3 separate regions of the Danio rerio genome follow, and all the other regions are linked to region 1. The links are chromatin contacts, called in public Hi-C and Micro-C maps. All regions are on one chromosome and are shown on one strand. The core of a region is the stretch at or near the end of the contact, and the rest is flanking DNA. Distances in the headings are between cores, read along the strand shown.

Region 1 (2,902 bases), core at 197-2,696:
TTAATTGCGTTTTGTTACTTGTAATCGCTAGTACTGTATCAGGTTAACTCTAGATTCTCATATTGCGTCTAAAACCACGTTGTAAACGCAACATGTGTTTACGGATTTAAACGCATTTGTGAGCTCGCGTTCCACTGCAATTTGTCGTTGCTATGGCCACCATCAGCTGGTCCCACATGTGCGGTGATTAAGTTTGAAAATAGTTCAGCTTTTCTCGCTGTGTGGATTAATACTGAATGTGTGTCACTGTTTTTACTTATGGTTAAGAATAGAGCAACATGCTGGTGTTAAACTGCACTGCTTTAATGCACTCCTGCACTGGGCTAACACATACTCTCTACTCTGACTACTTCAAAATTGTTGATAAGCCATCGTGGGCATTTCTCTCTGTCTCACGCTGAATGCAGTCGACCAATAGACCAATAGACCAATAGACTGGGTCATCGGACCAATCAGTGCAAATTAGTATTGCACTAAGGAGGGGTTTCGGAACCATCAAATACCCCCTTTTGCCTATAGAACAGATCGAATCATGAGAGTCGTTGGGATAATTAGGTAAAAAAAAAATGCAGATTATAAGACAATGAAAGTGTTTTTTGACCTTTCATGCATATAAGCCTGTTGTTGGAGACCCCCCAAAACCAAAATATGACCTTTATTAATGCATAATGGGGGCTCTTTAAACGTTTAATATTCTGTATTATTAATCTGTTCACAGATAACATCCTAAAATAATATTTTGAAAGTGTTTTTTAAAGTTAAATTAGGTTGTAGGTTATACAGTGTGTTGTTAATTGCAGAGCACCTCTATTTAAAAAAGGTTCTGAACGAGATCAATCCTCATGTAATAAAAAGTAACGCGAAAGTAACTCAAAAGTAATGTATCGCATTACTTACTATAAAAAGTAACATAACTTTGTATTTAGGTTAAAGTACATTTCTCTGTCAGCTATTCACTCTGTATACAGAGAGACTCACTCTTCGCCTGTTTCCAGTCGCTTCTGTCAGACTCCAGGTTCAGCTCGGGTCGCGCGCTCATGGCATAAAGCGTGCTCGTGCTCAGGGCCGCGCACGCCGCCGCTGAGACCCCCGCAGCGCCGAGCACAACCCGCAGCCCCATCACAGCAGCATAGCCGGGCCGGGGAACACACACTGCGGCTGCGGAAAGCTTCTCAAACTGGCCTGCTTTACGGGTAACACCAGAGCAGAACTGCGCTTTGAAGCTGCGACTCCAAACACAAACACGAGCGGACACTTTAGACATCTGAAACGCCATGATCTGCTCTTCACTGCTGCTGATTAAATGTTTAAGGTCGCTTTCAATGTGTCCTCGAATTGGAGTTCGCTATAAATTTAACACTCAGTCTATATGCAGGTTGTGAATTAACACTAGTGAAACTGAAAGTTAAACGTCTGATAAGATGAAGGTAAATAGGATTGTACCAACATGTAGGGGTCCAAGAAGTTCACGCACGTATGATCATTCATCCTGTACTGACATCTAGCGGATGGACGGTGTAAGCGCAATACTATTTCCTATTATATTTTTGTTCTAAAGCAGGACGAAACCTGCAAAAGCAACAAATTAATAAATCCACAAATTCCTGCATAAATAAAACAATAAATATTCAAAAAATATATACATATAAAAACCCACATAGTCCTGTATAAATAAAACAATAAATATGTAAATAAATAAATCCACAAATTCCTGCATAAATAAAATAATAAATACATATTCAAATATATTTATTTATATATTTATTATATTTATTGCTATTGTTAATATATTTATTCGCTCAGTTATTTATTTACATATTTATGTATTTATTGTATTTTTTGCAGGAATTTGTGTATTTATTTATTTGCATATTTAGTTATTGGTTTGCTTAACTATGCATTTATTGTTTCACTTATGCAGGAATTTGTAGATTTATTTATTCATTTATTTGCGCATTTATTTATTGTTTTATTTTTGCAGGAATTTGTGTATTTATTCATTCATTTATTTAATTGCATATTTATTTATTTATTGTTTTATTTTAGCAGGAATTTGTAGATTTATTTATTTATTTGCGTATTTATTTATTTGCATATTTATTTATCGTTTTATTTATGCAGGAATTTATTGTTTTTGCAGGTTTCATCCTCCATACAGAGGTGCCCAAACCTTTTCTTATAAAGAGCCAAAAATTAAACTTGATTGAGGCTATAGTGGGCCGAAGGTAAATATAGTTGACATGGGTAATTTCCTAATTAATTGAATAATATTTAAAAATGACTAGAGATCGTTGCTTTATATTGGCTAATACAGTATTATTTGCATTTTATATTTAACTTATTACAGTAAAAAAAAAAAAAAAAAACTCAAATATCATTTAGAATAGAATAACACTAGTTTTTGCCTTGATTTGCTCGTCAATGTCTTCTGCATATTCGGTCCGTCAAGTTACAGTATTTGCATTTTAATCACATTCATTTAAAACATTTAATTGAAACAATTAATTTCCCTTTGCTTTTTTGTAGCTCAGCAATAAAATGAACACAATAAAATGAACAAAAAAGGCTATACGTCAAATTAGAAATGACCATGCCTGTGTTAAAGGTGTTTACCCCAACCCTCTCCATCCTTCTCACTCTCCTCTCAGATGAGATAAAGGACCAAATCAAAGTTTACAATGGGCCAACTTTGGCCCACATGCCCTACTTTGGTCATCTTTGAGTCTTGTTTCTTGCTGTTGGCATTTCTGTGTGGAGTTTGCATGTTCTCCCCGTGTTGGTGTGTTTCCTCCAGGTGCTCCGGTTTCCCCCACAGTCCAAAGACAAGCGCTATAGATGAACTAAATAAACGAAATTGTCCACAGTGTATTAGTGTGAATGAGTGTGTTTGGCTGTGTAATAC
Region 2 (2,902 bases), core at 234-2,733, 330 kb before region 1:
AAAGAAAAAAAAAATCTAAAGGGGGCTAATAATTCTGACTTCATATATATATATATATATATATATATATATATATATATATATATATATATATATATATATATATATATATATATATATATATATATATATATATATATATATATATATATATATATATATATATTTAATATTTGTCCACTTTTAAAGTTTAAAATTCTTCAGTTTAACAAAGTGATTTTTTTGACATTTTAGTAATTTGAAGTAATTTAATGAAATACTATAGAGATAAATAGGTCTTTAAAGTCTTAAACATGAAAGTCTTTAAAATAACGTTTTTACAAAGTGACATTTTAGTAGTTTAAAATATTATAAATAAAAGAAATAAAAGAAAATAAAAGAAAAAAAGGTCTGTAAAATAACAGCAAATGTACTGGCAGCTTATTACAAGATTGTCGTACCGTAATACACAACACCAACCCAGACAATAGATCACTTTAAAAAGGGGTGCTCAAACTTTTTCTTATGAAGGGCCAAAAAAAAAAACTTAATTGAGGCTAGTGGGCTGAAAGTAAATATAGTTTCCAATTTATATAATAATGTTTAAAATGACTAGAAAACATTGCTTTATATTCACTAATACAGTATTAAAAAACATTTTATAATAAACTTATACAGACAAAACAATCTGATTTATAACAGCATTACACTAGTTGTTGCCTTGATTCGCTTGCCGATATCTGTTGAGTGACTGTATTTATATTAAAAAACTCAGATTTGTTTACAACATTTAATAGTAACATTTAATTTTTGTAGCATTAAAACAAGCAAAAAAAGGCTACATCAAACTAGAAATGACGATCTCTGTGTCTGGATCATTCAACCTAACCTTCTCCATCAGTCTCACTCCCACTCAGATAGGATGGTGGGTTAAACCAAATGATAAAATGGGCCATTTTTGGCCTGTGGGCTCTACTTTGGCCATCTCTGCCTTAAACCATAAAAAATATTAAGTCACTTTATCTAACTTTTCAACTTTAAAGGTCATTGGAAGAAAGAACAAGCTCCCATAATGCACACTAATAGCATAAATGGAGAAGTAAAAAAAATAAAAACATGAATCACAAAACACAGAAAAAATGCACATTTACTGATATTTTAAGTAGTTTTTTGGGGATGATCAGATTTCTGAGGTCTTTGAAATTAGTAGACGTGATCACTGAAATAGCTAAATGTCCCTTATTTACAAACACAAATGACAGAATCTCTGTAAGTCATAAATCGGCCACATGCATGCAAGATAAAGAAGATCTGTTGGTTGAATATAGACAAATGTCTTCCAATAAATCTATTGTGATGTGTCCGAGCACCCTTATGAATTTCAATCATACGCTGTTGTGTACATAACCCAAATTCCATGTCATGCGATGTCCTTTCACCAAAGCCTAATCGATTGTGCTCCTGCTGCGTTTTCACTTAATTCAATGTGGACTCATTACATCACAGTCTGATGGATATCGGGTGATAGAAACTCCTGACCGCATTAGACTTCTGTCACTCCTGCTGCTCCAGCCTGCTGGATAAACAACTGCTTATTAACAGATGCACTTTTCAATGCATTTCTTTAAATAACTGGAGTTAATTATTAAAGCAAACTTTAATCAAAATCAGCTACAAGGATAACATATTTAGTGCACAAAAAAGAAATTAGAACTACAAAGGAGGCGTCAAGTAGATAGTGGTAGATTAGTAAGACATGGAGAGATACTTTACGCCTGTGCGCGGCTCCTCGGAGGATGAGGTCAAAGTTTACAAACACTTCCATCAGCATCACAACCATCAACACCACCCAAACCATTATCAGCACCACGGATCACACAGGTTTGTGCTTAAACTTTCATTATATGTGTTTTTCAGTGTTGTTAACCACAATCAAATGAAATATTAAACACTGTTATTGTTGTTATTTTGAAGGGTTATCTTAGATATTAACTGGAATGTTGATATTAACAATAAAAATGATTAAAACTGAGCTAAATTATTAAAAACAAACAATTTTTTAATTGTTAAGATTAAAGATGACAACCTTCAGTAATTTGCTTTAGCTCCATTTACAGGTGACATGGTGTAAATTGTAAATAAAAAAATATTTTTTGTATATTATATAAAATCCTATGTTTATTTTTCTTACCCAAAATTACTTGCCATTTCATATATATATATATATATATATATATATATATATATATATATATATATATATATATATATATATATATATATATATATATATTTTTTTTTTTTTTGTGTGAAATGTACTTGAAATTAATTTTTTTCTTCCTTTTATTAGGTTCATCTTAGGTCAAACAATAAAATATACATAATATATATTGTATCACGCACTGATGCAATTCACCAAACAAGAAATTATCAGGAAAACATTATTATAAGTATATAAATAATAAGGTAAAATACCACATATATACACAAAAATATACACACATAAGATAACATTCATTCATTCATTCATTTTCTTATCGGCTTAGTCCCTTTATTAATCCGGGGTTGCCACAGCGGAATGAACCGCCAACTTATCCAGCAAGATTTTACGCAGCGGATGCCCTTCCAGCCACAACCCATCTCTGGGAAACACACACATTCACACACACATTCACACTCTATGGACAATTTAGCCTACCCAATTCACCTGTACCACATGTCTTTGGACTGTGGGGGAAACCGGAGCACCCGGAGGAAACCCACGCGAACGCAGGGAAAACATGCAAACTCCACACAAAAATGCCAAGGCTCAAACCAGCGACCCAGCGACCTTATTGCTGTGAGGCGACAGCACTACCTACTGCGCCACAGCTTCGCCACATAAGATGACATAAAAATAATAATAAAAATCAAACAGAGAGAA
Region 3 (2,902 bases), core at 231-2,730, 270 kb before region 1:
TTTTTAGAGGTATTTGAGAAACTGACTGTAAAAATATTCATAAAATTGCATTTTTTGTTGTATTTTGTGATTTATGTTTTTATTAAAGTGCATATTCTGTGTATTATTCTGTACAAAATAAATCTGAATTTTATGGTTTATTTCCGGCACCCCAGCTGCTTAAAAAAACAGATATTAAATTACAGAAATTTCCCTAAATTTAAATTTCTGGTAAATTTCTGTAGTTCAACCTGTTATTTTACAGTAGGTTTCTGTAATTTACCTGCCATTGTTTCAATTTTTTTCCCGGCACCCAAGCTGCTGGAAATAAACCGTAAAATTACAGATTTTTATAGATTTTATAGTGTTTATAACACTTCATTGATGAACGCTACAGGCTAGCATGCTGCAGTATTAAGTATAGTAAATGGATAAACTGTAAAATATTATAGCTTTTACAACAGTAAACTGTGGTGCTTTCATTGTAGTAAAATATAATATTGGGTTATTCATTTTTCAGTTAATTTATGACCACAGCAACTGATGTAGAATTACCACAACAGTTTAATTTAATTTCTTTCAGAGGTAAAATTCAAAACACAAGTAGGCCTATTTACAATAATTATATATTATGGTTTCAAGCAAGTATTCTGATGTACAATTCAAGTCAAAATTATTGGCCCTTCTACACATTTTTTCTTTTTAAATTTTTCCCAAATATACAGAGCAAAAAAATTTTCACAGTATTTCCTATAATATTTTTTCTTCTGGAGAAAGTCTTATTTGTTTTATTTTGGCTAGAATAAAAGCATTTTTTTAATTTTTAAAACCATTTTAAGGTCAATATTTTTAGCCCCCTTAAGCAATATTTTTTTGATTGTCTACAAAACAAACCACTGTTATACAAAGACTTGCCTAATAAACCCAATTAACACCTTTAAGCCTTTAAATTGCACTTTAAGCTGAAAACTAGTGTCTTGAATTTTGTTTTTGTAAAATATTATGTACTGTCATCATGGCAAAGATAAAATAAATCAGTTAATAAAAATTAGTTATTTAAATACTCACTATTATATTTAATACTAACAATTATGCTTAAAAAGAAAAATATAATAATTCAGGAGAGCTAATCATTAACTTCCACTGTACACGGTTTACAGGGACACTACAGCCGTCCACCACTAGATGGAGGCAAAACTTAATTTTGCTTAAATGTCACCTTGCAAATGATGTATAGCGGTAATTTAGCATTCAGACAACATCAATATTATAGGTACTGATGTGTTACTGATGACGGCAACAGAAATGAATAGATCTGATTTTCCTGTGTTGCCCACACACTTGGATTGTGGTTGTGTCTCAAAACTTTTTGAGGGTATTGCTCGCGTACGTGGAGAGTGGTTCAACACAAAACACAGTCTAGAGTTAAGACAGTTAATCTAAAAAGTTTTGAGCCGCCCTTTTGCTGTGTTCAGTGTGGAAATGCGCGTGTCACGGCCGTCATCAAGCTGACACGAGGACGCGCAGAGAGGGGAACAGAAGTAATGCAATGCAGTTCTAGATTCCGGTGTGGTTTCGAAGTGTGACTAATGAAGGAAGAGAAAAACAGAAAGATGTTTGATCGGTTAAACGGTTACCTTGACACACTTCTGTCCAGAGACTCACGGTAGCCATGAATGTACTCTTAAAAATATATTGTTATTTAAGTAAACCGCTGTGTTCTGAGGAATAAATACAGGTACAGAGACGATGGACTCAGACGTCACGGAAATGATAGAAGAATTTATGGGAAGTGCACTTGTTACATGGGTAGGTGGCTAGCAAAACACTACTACACCTCTTTGATAATCTTCATTTTGGTCAGTGAAAAGTTTTGTTAACTTTATAAAGGAGTCCTTAGAAATTATTAACTGACGTTAGTTCGTTACATCTGATTAATGATAAAAATACTTATGGTGTTCCCTGGTGAAAATGTAATAATAGACTGTTAAAGTATTTTGAAACATGGTAAACATCATGATCCAGCAACAAAACTCTCGAGTCTTCATTTTTGAACCTGTAAATCCAGTTACCATGCTTCAAACTAAGCACACGTTTTATTTTTTATGATGTCTTTGTAATTTTAAATTAAATTTAAGAACGTTTGACAACCCACTTCATAGTAAATACTACAGTATTTTCGAACCATATCATGGTAGTGTATTATACCTTAGGCATATAATATTTACAACTCATTGTTGACGAATGCTACAGCATACTGTAATTTTAACTACAGTAGACTGATAAACTCAAATATATAGTAGTATACATTAGAGTTTTTACTAGAGTAAACTGTTGTGTATTGTGGTATAATATGTATGTATGTATGTATAATATTTATAATATTATAATAATATTTTTCTTTCTTATTATGTTTTATTTCAGCTAGAATAAAAGCAGTTTGTATTTTTTTCACAACCATTTTAAGGTCAAAATTATTAGCCCCTTTAAGCTATATATTTTTATCAATAGTCAACAACAAACCATCATTTTACAATGACTATATATATATATATATATATATATATATATATATATATATATATATATATATATATATATATATATATATATATATAGTTCATTCATTCATTTTCTTTTCTGGTTTAGTCCCTTTATTAATCTGGGGTTGCCACAGCGGAATGAACCGCCAACTTATCCAGCATGTTTTTTACCCAGCGGATGCCCTTCCAGCCGCAACCCATCTCTGGGAAACATCCACACACTCATTCACACACACACACACACACACACACACACACACACACACACACACACACACACACACACACACACACACACACACTCATAAACTACGGACAATTTAGCCTACCCAATTCATGTGTACCACATGTCTTTGGACTGTGGGGGAAACCAAAGCACT

What was found. Hi-C and Micro-C count contacts between places; a contact is called where the count stands out from the background.
Region 2: a Micro-C map of caudal fin shows a contact between it and region 1, with 6 times the contacts expected there. The contact joins the promoter of si:ch211-276i12.4 here to the promoter of macrod1 in region 1. A contact is called at or near these places in 3 of 18 Hi-C or Micro-C datasets (caudal fin, hematopoietic stem cells and an unstated tissue).
Region 3: a Hi-C map of hematopoietic stem cells shows a contact between it and region 1, with 5 times the contacts expected there. The contact joins the promoter of ccdc88b here to the promoter of macrod1 in region 1. A contact is called at or near these places in 3 of 18 Hi-C or Micro-C datasets (caudal fin, hematopoietic stem cells and an unstated tissue).

The regions. Positions count from the first base shown.
Region 1 is chr14:50,590,844-50,593,745 of GRCz12tu, forward strand. macrod1 (mono-ADP ribosylhydrolase 1) reads right to left here and starts at 1,447. Exons shown (of 10, transcript NM_001004573.2): 1 at 979-1,447. The coding sequence starts at 1,276.
Region 2 is chr14:50,264,958-50,267,859 of GRCz12tu, forward strand. si:ch211-276i12.4 reads left to right here and starts at 1,484. Exons shown (of 8, transcript XM_073922226.1): 1 at 1,484-1,860. The coding sequence starts at 1,736.
Region 3 is chr14:50,322,540-50,325,441 of GRCz12tu, forward strand. It overlaps ccdc88b (coiled-coil domain containing 88B), which reads left to right and starts at 1,481. Exons shown (of 29, transcript NM_001386506.1): 1 at 1,481-1,788. The coding sequence starts at 1,729.